Regions from separate parts of the Bos taurus genome. Here region 2 is linked to region 1. The links are chromatin contacts, called in public Hi-C maps. All regions are on one chromosome and are shown on one strand. The core of a region is the stretch at or near the end of the contact, and the rest is flanking DNA. Distances in the headings are between cores, read along the strand shown. Region 1 has its middle 13 kb from the start of TRNAG-CCC. Region 2 has its middle 78 kb from the start of TRNAE-UUC.

Evidence for each region. Hi-C and Micro-C count contacts between places; a contact is called where the count stands out from the background.
Region 2: a Hi-C map of blood shows a contact between it and region 1, with 4 times the contacts expected there. The contact joins two enhancer-like sites. A contact is called at or near these places in 6 of 11 Hi-C or Micro-C datasets (blastocyst, blood, liver and 3 more).

What each region holds. Positions count from the first base shown.
Region 1 is chr11:50,074,389-50,079,356 of ARS-UCD2.0, reverse strand. No RefSeq gene overlaps it. Among named protein-coding and RNA genes, the nearest start is that of TRNAG-CCC, 13 kb to the left of the region's middle. Within about 2 kb of position 3,641, at least 11 of the 102 cell types and tissues checked have an H3K27ac peak or open chromatin away from gene starts, as enhancers often do. A contact at or near this core is called in blood, where this site is marked.
Region 2 is chr11:50,193,949-50,199,086 of ARS-UCD2.0, reverse strand. No RefSeq gene overlaps it. Among named protein-coding and RNA genes, the nearest start is that of TRNAE-UUC, 78 kb to the left of the region's middle. Within about 2 kb of position 3,171, at least 18 of the 102 cell types and tissues checked have an H3K27ac peak or open chromatin away from gene starts, as enhancers often do. A contact at or near this core is called in blood, where this site is marked.

The DNA of each region.
Region 1 (4,968 bases), core at 2,392-4,891:
GGTGATTGGTATTTCTCCTGGCAATCTTGATTTCAGCTTGTGCTGCTTCCAGCCCAGTGTTTCTCATGATGTACTCTACATATAAGTTAAATAAGCAGGGTGACAATGTACAGCCTTAATGTACTCCTTTTCTATTTGGAACCAGTCTGTTGTTTCCATGTCCAGTTCTAACCATTGCTTCCTGACCTGCATACAAGGTCAAGAGGCAGGTCAAGTGATCTGGTATTCCCATCTCTTTCAGAATTTCCCACACTTTATTGTAATCCACACAGTCAAAGGCTTTGGCATAGTCAATAAAGCAGAAATAGATGTTTTTCTGGAACTCTCTTGCTTTTTCCATGATCCAGCGGATGTTGGCAATTTGATCTCTGGTTCCTCTGCCTTTTCTAAAACCAGCTTGAACATCTGGAAGTTCACAGTTCACATATTGCTGAAGCCTGGCTTGGAGAATTTTGAGCATTACTTTACTAGCATGTGAGATGAGTGCAATTGTGCAGTAGTTTGAGCATTCTTTGGCATTGCCTTTCTTTGGGATTGGAATGAAAACTGACCTGTTCCAGTCCTGTGGCCACTGCTGAGTTTTCCAAATTTGCTGGCATATTGAGGGCAGCACTTTCACAGCATCATCTTTCAGGATTTGAAAAGTAGGAAGTCAAGAAACACCTGGAGTAACAGGCAAATTTGGCCTTGGAATACAGAATGAAGCAGGGCAGAGGCTAATAGAGTTTTGCCAAGAGAACACACTGGTCGTAGCAAACACCCTCTTCCAACAACACAAGAGAAGACTCTACACATGGACATCACCAGATGGTCAACACCGAAATCAGATTGATTATATTCTTTGCAGCCAAAGATGGAGAAACTCTATACAGTCAGCAAAAACAAGACCGGGAGCTGACTATGGCTCATATCATGAACTCCTTATTGCCAAATTCAGACTTAAATTTAAGGAAGTAGGGAAAACCACTAGACCATTCATTAAATTAATTTATGAAGCAGAAATCTGGGAAGAGCCTCTGTTCTGAGCCTGGGATCTCCTAGCCTCCAGGCCTGAGTTGCCTACTTTTCAGGCTTCTTTTGAGGGAGAGGAAAAAGCTTCTATGATATTTTATGTCATTGGGTTTGGGGGATTTTCTGTTATATGAAGGTGTTATATGAGCCTAATTCTATGCAATACAAAAACCAAAGAACATGCAAGTCACTTAAGATAATAAACAAAGTACTAAACAAGGAACCGTCTTTTTTAAAATAAAGCATAATTCAAGATGACAGAAATAAGGGAGTATCCTGGTGGCCAAGTGGTTAGGATTCTGGGCTTTCACTGTCATGGTCCAGGTTCAATCCCTGGCTGGGGAACTGAGATCTTACAAGCTGTGCAGCACTCCATCCCTCCACCAAAAAAAGATGGAAATAAGACTAGGGAATTTTTCTAACCATAAATATAAATTCATTTCTTAAATCCTTCTAACTTAGATTGGGTCAAAACCAATTTTTTTTTTTTTCTTCAGGAAAAGCACATCAGCAACAGTTTTCAAAACAGCGTGTTAACAAACAAAGTAAAATTCAAACCAGAAGATAGTAAACATTTAAAGAGTGTTGTCTAATATTGCCACTATCATAAAAACCTTTGCAAACTTTTATGCACTGAATAACATCACACACACACACACACACACACACACTGTTACCACTTAGAAGAGTGCCAGGTCCAGATGGTTTCACAGATGACTTCTTTCAAAGCTGCAATAAAGCAGTAACTTCAATACCTCAAAATGTGTGTCAGTAGCTAGAAAAAAAACATATGTCTACCCAAACATTTTACACAGCCAAAATGATCCTATAAACAAAAGCTACTATGAATATTATTGAAAAATTCTAAATAAAAATACTAGCAAAATTAACCAGGAAATACATCAAAATAATACTACGACAATGCTGCTAATTAAAGTTTACTATAAGAATGCAAGGATATTTCAATATCAGGAAGTCTATTGTCATCATTCAGTACATTCATTGGTAAAGGAAAAAATATGTTTACCTTGATATGAGCCTCAAAGTTTGTTGTTTTTAATTTCAAGAGCTATATCTAATCTTTTTTAAGTTCTTGGTAAACTAATAATAGATGAGTTCTTTCTTAAAAGGATTAAAAATATCTGGCTCATATTAACAGCCAACATCTTATCTAATGGTGAAACATCAGAATGGTTCCCTTTAAAATCAGGAAAGAGATAAGGTTGTGAATTAGCCCCACTGTGTTTCAACATCATTCTGGAGGTCTTAACTATCACCTTAAGCTAATAAAAAGAAATAGGAAGAATTTATTATGAAAAATAAAAAAGAGAAATGTCATAATTGCAAATAATATATTTATCCAAAGTAAGTTTTGGTAAATAAATGTTAGAATTATTCAGAGAACCTGGTGAGGTTATTTAGACCACAAAGTGAACATAAATCAATCGCAGCAATAATTAGTTAGAATATATACAGACAAATGCCATTCATAAAGTAAAAAGAAAACCTAGCAGACTATATTTTCAATAAACCCTGGTAGACTGTATTTTTTAAATTCTCAGCAACAGTAAATCCCATTCCACATGCTCTTCCTCAGTATGTCCTGGCCACTGCCCCATAAGGGATAGAGTTCAAGTCCCCAGCTCTTAAACCCAGTCTGGCCTTGTGACTTGCTGGGAATCAATAGAATTCAGCTGACTTCAAAGGCTAAGCCAGAAAAGGGCATGCCTCATTCCCCTGGGATGCCTGCTCCCATCCATATGCCAGGTAACAAGTCTTATCCTCTGTGGCCACCAGGTTGGAGGGGCCGCTCTCAGCACTCCAGTTTACAGCCCCCCACAGTCCCAGTTGAGCCCAGCCTTCCCACAATACCATCAAGGGAGCAGATGTGTGATGATACCACCTTGGAGCTTCTAGACCACCCCGTTTGCTACCTGAGTACCAAGAAGTGACCTCAACTGACGTGACAAAGAGCAGCATTGCCCAGTTGAAGTGGCTCAAACTCTTGGCCCTCAGAATGCAAAATGGTGCAGCCACCAAGGAAAACAGCTTGGTGATTTCTCCAAGTTAAACATAGAACAGTCATAAGACCCAGCAACTCCACTCTTCTCCTGGAGAAGGAATGGCAACCCACTCCAGGAGGTGGAAATGGCAACCCACTCCAGTATTTTTACTGGAGAATTCCATGGACAGAGGAGCCTGGTAGGCTACAGTCCATGGGGTCACAAAAGAGTCAGACACAACTGAGTGAATAAACAGCAACAATTCCACTCTTACATACATATCCCAAAGAACTGAAGGCAGAACTTGATGTTTGCACACTCGTGATCATGGGAGCATTGATCACAGTGACCAAAAGGGAGAAACAACCCTAAACTCCAACAACAGATGAATGGATAAATAAAATATGATATATACAAATATTAGAATATTTATTCAGCCATGAAAGGGAATGAAATTTTGATACCTACCTCAACATGGATGAATCTTGAAACCATTATGCTTAGTGAAATAAGCCAGACACAGAAGGACAAATATTGTATGGTTCCACTTGTATGAGGGACCTAGAATAGGCAAATTCATAGAGAAAACAGGAAACAGAACAGCGGTTACCAGGGGCTGGGGGAAGTGAGGTAACTAATAGTGTGTGCTTAGTCACTCGGATGTGTCTGACTCTTTTGCAACCCCGTGGACTATAGCCCTTCAGGCTCCTCTGTCCATGGGATTTTTCAGACAAGAATACTGGAGTGGGTCACCATTTCCTACTCCAGGGGATCTTCCGGACCCAAGGATCGAAACTACGTCTCCTGTGTCTCCTGCATGGCAGGTGGATTCTTTACCTGCTGAACCATCAAGGGACGGGAGGAGTGTGGAGTTATTGTTGATGGGTACAGAGTTTTTGTTGGGGATGATGAAAAAGTTTTGGGTATAGATAGTGGTGATTTTTACAAAATACTTTGAACGCAGTTAATACCACTCAATTTTATACTTGAAAAGGGTTAAAATGGGAAATTTTACATCATATACACTTTACCACAATAAAAAAATTTTCCTGATCCACAGAATACATCAGATAGCAAAATAGGCAGAGCCACTAATATGAGGTTTTTGTTCAGCAGCAAAGCAGAACAAAACGCGCTTAGGAAAAAAGTCAAGCAAGAAATGTACAGAACACGCCAAAACTCTACTGGTGGAAACTGAGTAAGATTTGAATACGATGGGAGAGAAATTAGTCAGAGTTCTCTAGTCAGGGTTTTTAGAGAAACGGAAGGTCCTGCCACTTCCTCCCTGTGTGTGCATGCATGCTCAGTCGTGTCTGACTCTCTGCAACTCCATGGACTGTAGCTCACCAAACTCCTCTGTCCATGGGATTTCCCAGGCAAGAACACTGGAGTGCGTTGCCATTTCCTTCTCCAATGCATGCAAGTGAAAAAGTGAAAGTGAAGTCACTCAGTCGTGTCCGACTCTTAGCGACCCCATGGACTGCAGCCTACCAGGCTTCTCCATCCATGGGGTTTTCCAGGCAAGAGTATTGGAGTGGGGTGCCATTGATGTATGCTAAATCCATCACAGTTTGCTTCTCATCAGTGTTGCTTACCAATACATCTGTCACCCAGAACATGATTGGTACCAAGGGATGTTTGTCCCACTATAATCTTTATGTGTGTGTGTGTTAGTCGCTGGCTGCACTGGGTCTCTTTGTTGCAGCACATGGGATCTTCAGTTGTGGCGTGTGGGATCTAGTCCCCTGATCAGGGATCCATCCCTGGCCCTCTGCCTTGGGAGCACAGAGTCTTAGCCACTAGACCACTAGGGAAGTCCCAACCCCACTATAATCTTGATCAAAGAAAGAAGTGAAAGAAAGTGAAGTTGCTCGGTCGTATCCGACTCTGCGACCCCATGGACTGTAGCCCACCAGGCTCCTCCATCCATGGAATTTTCCAGGCAAGAGTACTG
Region 2 (5,138 bases), core at 1,922-4,421, 120 kb before region 1:
TTGAAGCTTTATTATTCCTTCATATGCCATCATTGTATTCTCTCCAGATCCCCTAGCTCTGAGGAAGAAATGTAAGATTCCTTGTTAACTGCTTATAATTACTGCATTTGCCTAACAATGGATCATCTCCATCTGGAAAGTCACTGAAGATTACAGCATTTAAAGAGGGATGAAAAATATTTAAAATGCTATTTACTTAGAACAACTGAAGTGGCCCTTAACCCTGTTAATCCCTCCCGAATCCCTGTAATGGCCCTGCTCTTAAAGAGGCTCTTTAACACCCACAGAGCCCTGCCCAGATTCAAGTGTCATATGCTCAGAATCATCCTTAAGGATTATCACAGGGCTGCCAAGAAGGGGAAGAAGGAAGGTAGTCTCTCCACAGCCACTGCCCTGGGCCCCCTCACCCACCCCTTCACTACGGGTGTCTCACTGGCTCTGGGTTGTTAGCCCCTCATCTCTTCTTCTCCCTGAAAAGGAGCGTCTTTGGAGACCTCATGCTCCCTTGAGGCCTCACCTAAGAGAACTCCAGACAAGATCACCACAGAAAACCCTCTGATGCAACCCTCATAGAGCACAGTCAGGACAGCTGCTGCAGCCACATACACCAAACTGCCCAGGATCACATGAGAGAGGAACCTAGGTCTTTGCACTGGTTCTCACAGACTCTGATAGAATTAGGGGTGGGGGCACTGAATGGATCTGTTGCAGGAAAGGGGGACCCCTTCTAGGGCCTGTAAGTGGTTGTCTAGTACCCAGAAATGAATTATCCCAAGCTTGAGCTGACAAAGCAAGAGATTTTTATTGGAAAGGGTGCCCCGGTGGAGAGCAGTAGGGTAGGGGAACCCAGGAGAACTGCTCAGCTCCTGGCTCGAAGTCTTGGGTTTTATGAGGACGGGATTAGCTTCCAGATTGTCTTTGGCCAATCATTCCGACTTAGAGTTTCTTGGTAGTGCATGCATTGCACAGCTAAGGTGGATGCCAGTGAGAGGGATTCTGGGAGGTGGTAGGACGTGTGATGTCTCCCTTTGACCTTTCCCGAACTCTTCTGGTTAGTGGTGGTTTATTAGTTCCACGTTCCTTAACAGAACCTCCTGTCCTAAAATAACTCACGCAAGTGGTTACTATGGTGCCTGGCCAGGGTAGGCGGTTTCAGTCAGTGTGCTTCCCCTAACAGATCCCGGCAGGGGAAACTGCACGAACAAAGAGGAAGGGGCTGGAAAGCTAAAAGTAGGAGAAGAAAAGGCAAAAAGAGAAGGGCGGTACAAGCAAAAGTTCTGAACTGTCTCCTGACTTTGATGAGCTGCGTCACCTTCAGTTTTTTCATCAGTAAAGGAGAAGAAACTACCACCTCAGAGGTTGGTTTTGTTACAGAGTCCAAGCCTGCTCTGGTCCCCACACGAAAGGCCAATAAATCTGAGACAAGGTGTTAAGACAAGGAAGGGACTTTATTCCAGAGCCAGCTGACCAAGAAGATGGTAGGTCAGGACCTCAAAATAACCATCTTGTTGGGGCCTGAATGCCAGGTTCTTTTATGGATCAGAGATGGGGAGAGGTGAGGAAACAAAGTTAAAATACCATTTAATTCCTGCAAATATCTCCTAGAATGGCAAGCCTCAGATATGGGGATGTGTTAGTTTCAGTTCCTTACAATCATTTCATGGGTGGTGTGAAATGGAATATCTCCTGTCATATCAACAAACAAAGATGTCATATCTATCTGTGATTCTGGCCTCCCGAAATGTGAATTTCTGGGCCATTAAGTGCGCAGACAGGGGCACCGGGTGCTGCTCCATTTGCCACACAAAGAATTCAAGAATGTCACGGTCCTTCTCAGGTGGATGGGGTAAAGTTATCTCCCTGAGGCAGGTCATTAGGTATGCCCATAATAACAAAAGCGGCGAGGTAAGGGTTAAAGCCACAGAAGCAGATCCAATGTAAATTCAAAATTAACCCTTCCTGGTTACAGTTTTAAGGATTGAGAGTCTGTGTGAACCAGTTAGCACCAATCAATCCATAAATATTCCTTCCTCCCCTGGGAAGCGTGAGCAGCCAGTAAATGATAGGGCTGGTTCTTAGCCCCCATTGGGTGTCAGAATCTCATGGACAGATTTTTAAAATATTGACTCCTGAGCTCTCTTCCCTCAGGGGTAGGTGTCAGGGTTAGAGACAGATTTAAGGAGTTTGGGAGCAGGCAGCAATACACACACACACACACAAAACACACACACACACACTCTGACAACCCAAAGAGAGAGTGACAAATCCCAGCCTTGCCAGTCAGCCTGGGGTCAGAGGCTGAGAAATGATCAGAGGGTCCAACCCACTCTGCTTTGCCCAAGCACTCAGTCCAGGGGGTGAGGAAAGATCCACGGATTCTATTCCTCTCTGGCTTTCCCTGCAGAGCTGAGGAATAGGAGAGAAAGATGGCTGGAGACCTGGGGCCGGATTTTCTCAGTGCGGGAAGGAGAGGAGAAGGCACTGCAGACAGTGGAAAGGAAGAGCATTAACAAAGGTGGAGAGGCAACGGCAGGGACGTAAGGTTTCTGAGGCAGAATATCAGAGGCAGAACCTGGAAAAACATGGGGTCTGGGTGCAAGGGCATCAGCATGAAGAGAGCAACAAGAAACCCTGAAAGCTTCTGGGTAAGAGACACTTGCAAGATTAGTCCCACAGAAAGGTAGGAGGAGGACCAGAGGACGATGACCTTGGGATCAAAGGGGGCAAATCCGAGAGACGTTTTACTAGAAGAAGCTAGAGGCCTGGTGGAGGTGGAAAATGAGAAGTCTTAGGTGAGGGCTTTTGTAAACTAGAAAGTACTGTGTAAGGAACTGTTTACTGATACACGGAATGCAGGATGCCAAGAGAGGTGGGGGTGAGACAAGCCCAGGATGTAGCCAAGTTTTCCCACTGAGGGAGACCCAGAGAATCCTGGCTCCTAAGATGGAAAGTGGACTCCCAAGGAGGAACTTCTAGAGTGAGGGGATAGCGGAGGACGTGGTCTGAGACAACATGAGGTGAAGGTGGGTCTTCCGAAGAGAAAGAGGGCACCTGGAGAAGGGCAGGCATCAGGCAGACACCACCACCAGCTGGATCCCGCCTCCACCCCCTCAGCCCAGCCAAGGGCTGGCATTTTCTTCCTGGATTCCTCTCACGACAGCTGAGGACTGCCAGAGGGGGCGCTGGCGACCACGATCTAGAGGGAGTGAGCCAGGAACGGAAGGTATGCTACAGGCTGAACTGTGTTTCCTCAAAATTCACATGCTGAAACCCTAACCCCTGAACCTCAAAATAGGACTGTGTTCGGAGACAAGAATTTTAAAGAGGAGATTAAGTTAAAATGAGACCTTTAGAGTGGGTCCTGGGCCAATCTGACTGGTGTCCTTAGAAGAGGAAATGTGGACACAGGGACACCAGGACTATATTGAGGAAAAGCCACATGGGAATAGTGAGAAGGTGGCCATCTGCAAGCCAAAGAGAGAGGCCTCAGGAGAAGCCAAAACTGCCGACACCTTCATCTTGGATTCTGACCTCCAGAACCATGATAAAATTAATTTCTACTGCTGAAGTCACCCAGTCTGTGGTGTTTTGTTATGGCAGCCCAATCAGACCTACAGAGGTGGGTGGGAAGGGCCACCCAGTGCCCACAGGGACTGGACACGGGGCAGAGACTAGCAGGGTGGCCAGCATGGGGCGGCAGCACTGCTGAGAGTAGGGGATCCTGGCCTCCTGAATTCTTTACAGAAGGTTCCACAGGGAAGGAGGCTGACTCTGCATAAAAAATGAGAAATAAACAGACCTGGAGGGAGGAAACAGCTCAGAGAAAGAGAAAGGGCTTTGCTGCTATCTCAGAGATGAGTCTGCAGGCATCCTGCATCTCTGCCCCACCACCCCACCACCACCACCCACCACCACCCTCCACCTTACTTTATGACTGACTCTACCACATGCCTCCCTAAAACTTCACAAATGTCCAGGTCAAAGACAGAGCATTGAGCTGAATTACTCTACCTGGGACCCAGGACCACAGAGCAGAATTAGCTTCACCTTCGTGTCTTCCCCAAGCTCTGCTGACAAAGGCCACTGGAGCCTCTGCTGCCCAAAGTGCTCCACCCGCCAACTTGTCTGACACAGTCCCAGCCACATGGGGGCACCAGCTGGCCCGGGGGCCAAGAGGTTGCTTATTGGCCCATTGTTGGGGCCCTGGAAACCCCTTGGACACCTCTCGCTCTGGTGCCCAGGCAGCCCCATAGGGGACTTGGCTCCCCTAACTGCTCCCCAACCGGGACTGAAGCACAGGAAGGTTATTTGTTGATGGGTCATCCAACGGGGGAATGTTCTACTTCACAGCCTTCCCACCACAGAACACGGAAAACTGTGCTGTTGCCCATGAAATGCCCTGTGGTGAGACAAACGATCAGAAATGTAGCAGCTCTTGTGGCCCCTAACACACCCCCCAAACACATGCCCAAGGACCAAGAAATAACCCTGCCAACCACCTCCCTCTGTCCAATTCAGAAGTTCGGAAAGCTTCTGCCATGGGGCCAGAGCGTGCCATAAGCAGTGTCTCAGAGATGAGAACTCTGAGGATCAGAGCTGGGCAGTGCACTGCCCTGAGCCAAACAGGTAAGGAGACACCGAGTCCCAACCTTCCACCTCGGAGTCCAGTGTTGAAAGTCCTGACCATTCTGTGTAAACTGAGCATCTCAAAGACCCCAGCCCCTTTCTGCCCTAGGTATACTTATAAATGCACAATAAAATCCTCCATTTAGCAGAAGCCACCATAGCTGGAAATCTCAACCTGAATTTCATATCGCTTTTTTCTTTTTCAATAAAAAGCCTCAAAGATCAACCAGACAAGCTTACGGTGGCATCTTAAAATAAGTATTTTCACGGGGTAGATCCTGGGATTCGTATTCTTCCATTTCAGTCTTTGATGCTCAGAACTGACATGATCTTCCGAGGTCACGATGTCCCCTTCTGTAACAGTTGGCACATTAATGTCCTAAATAGCTAATTAAATTGCAGCATACCATCCTCTGATCCAGGAAAAACACTTAGATGGATTGTTATTATCTCCACTTGAAAATGGAAAACAGGTAAAGCAGGTTCAGGACTTCACACACAAAGCAGCAGCG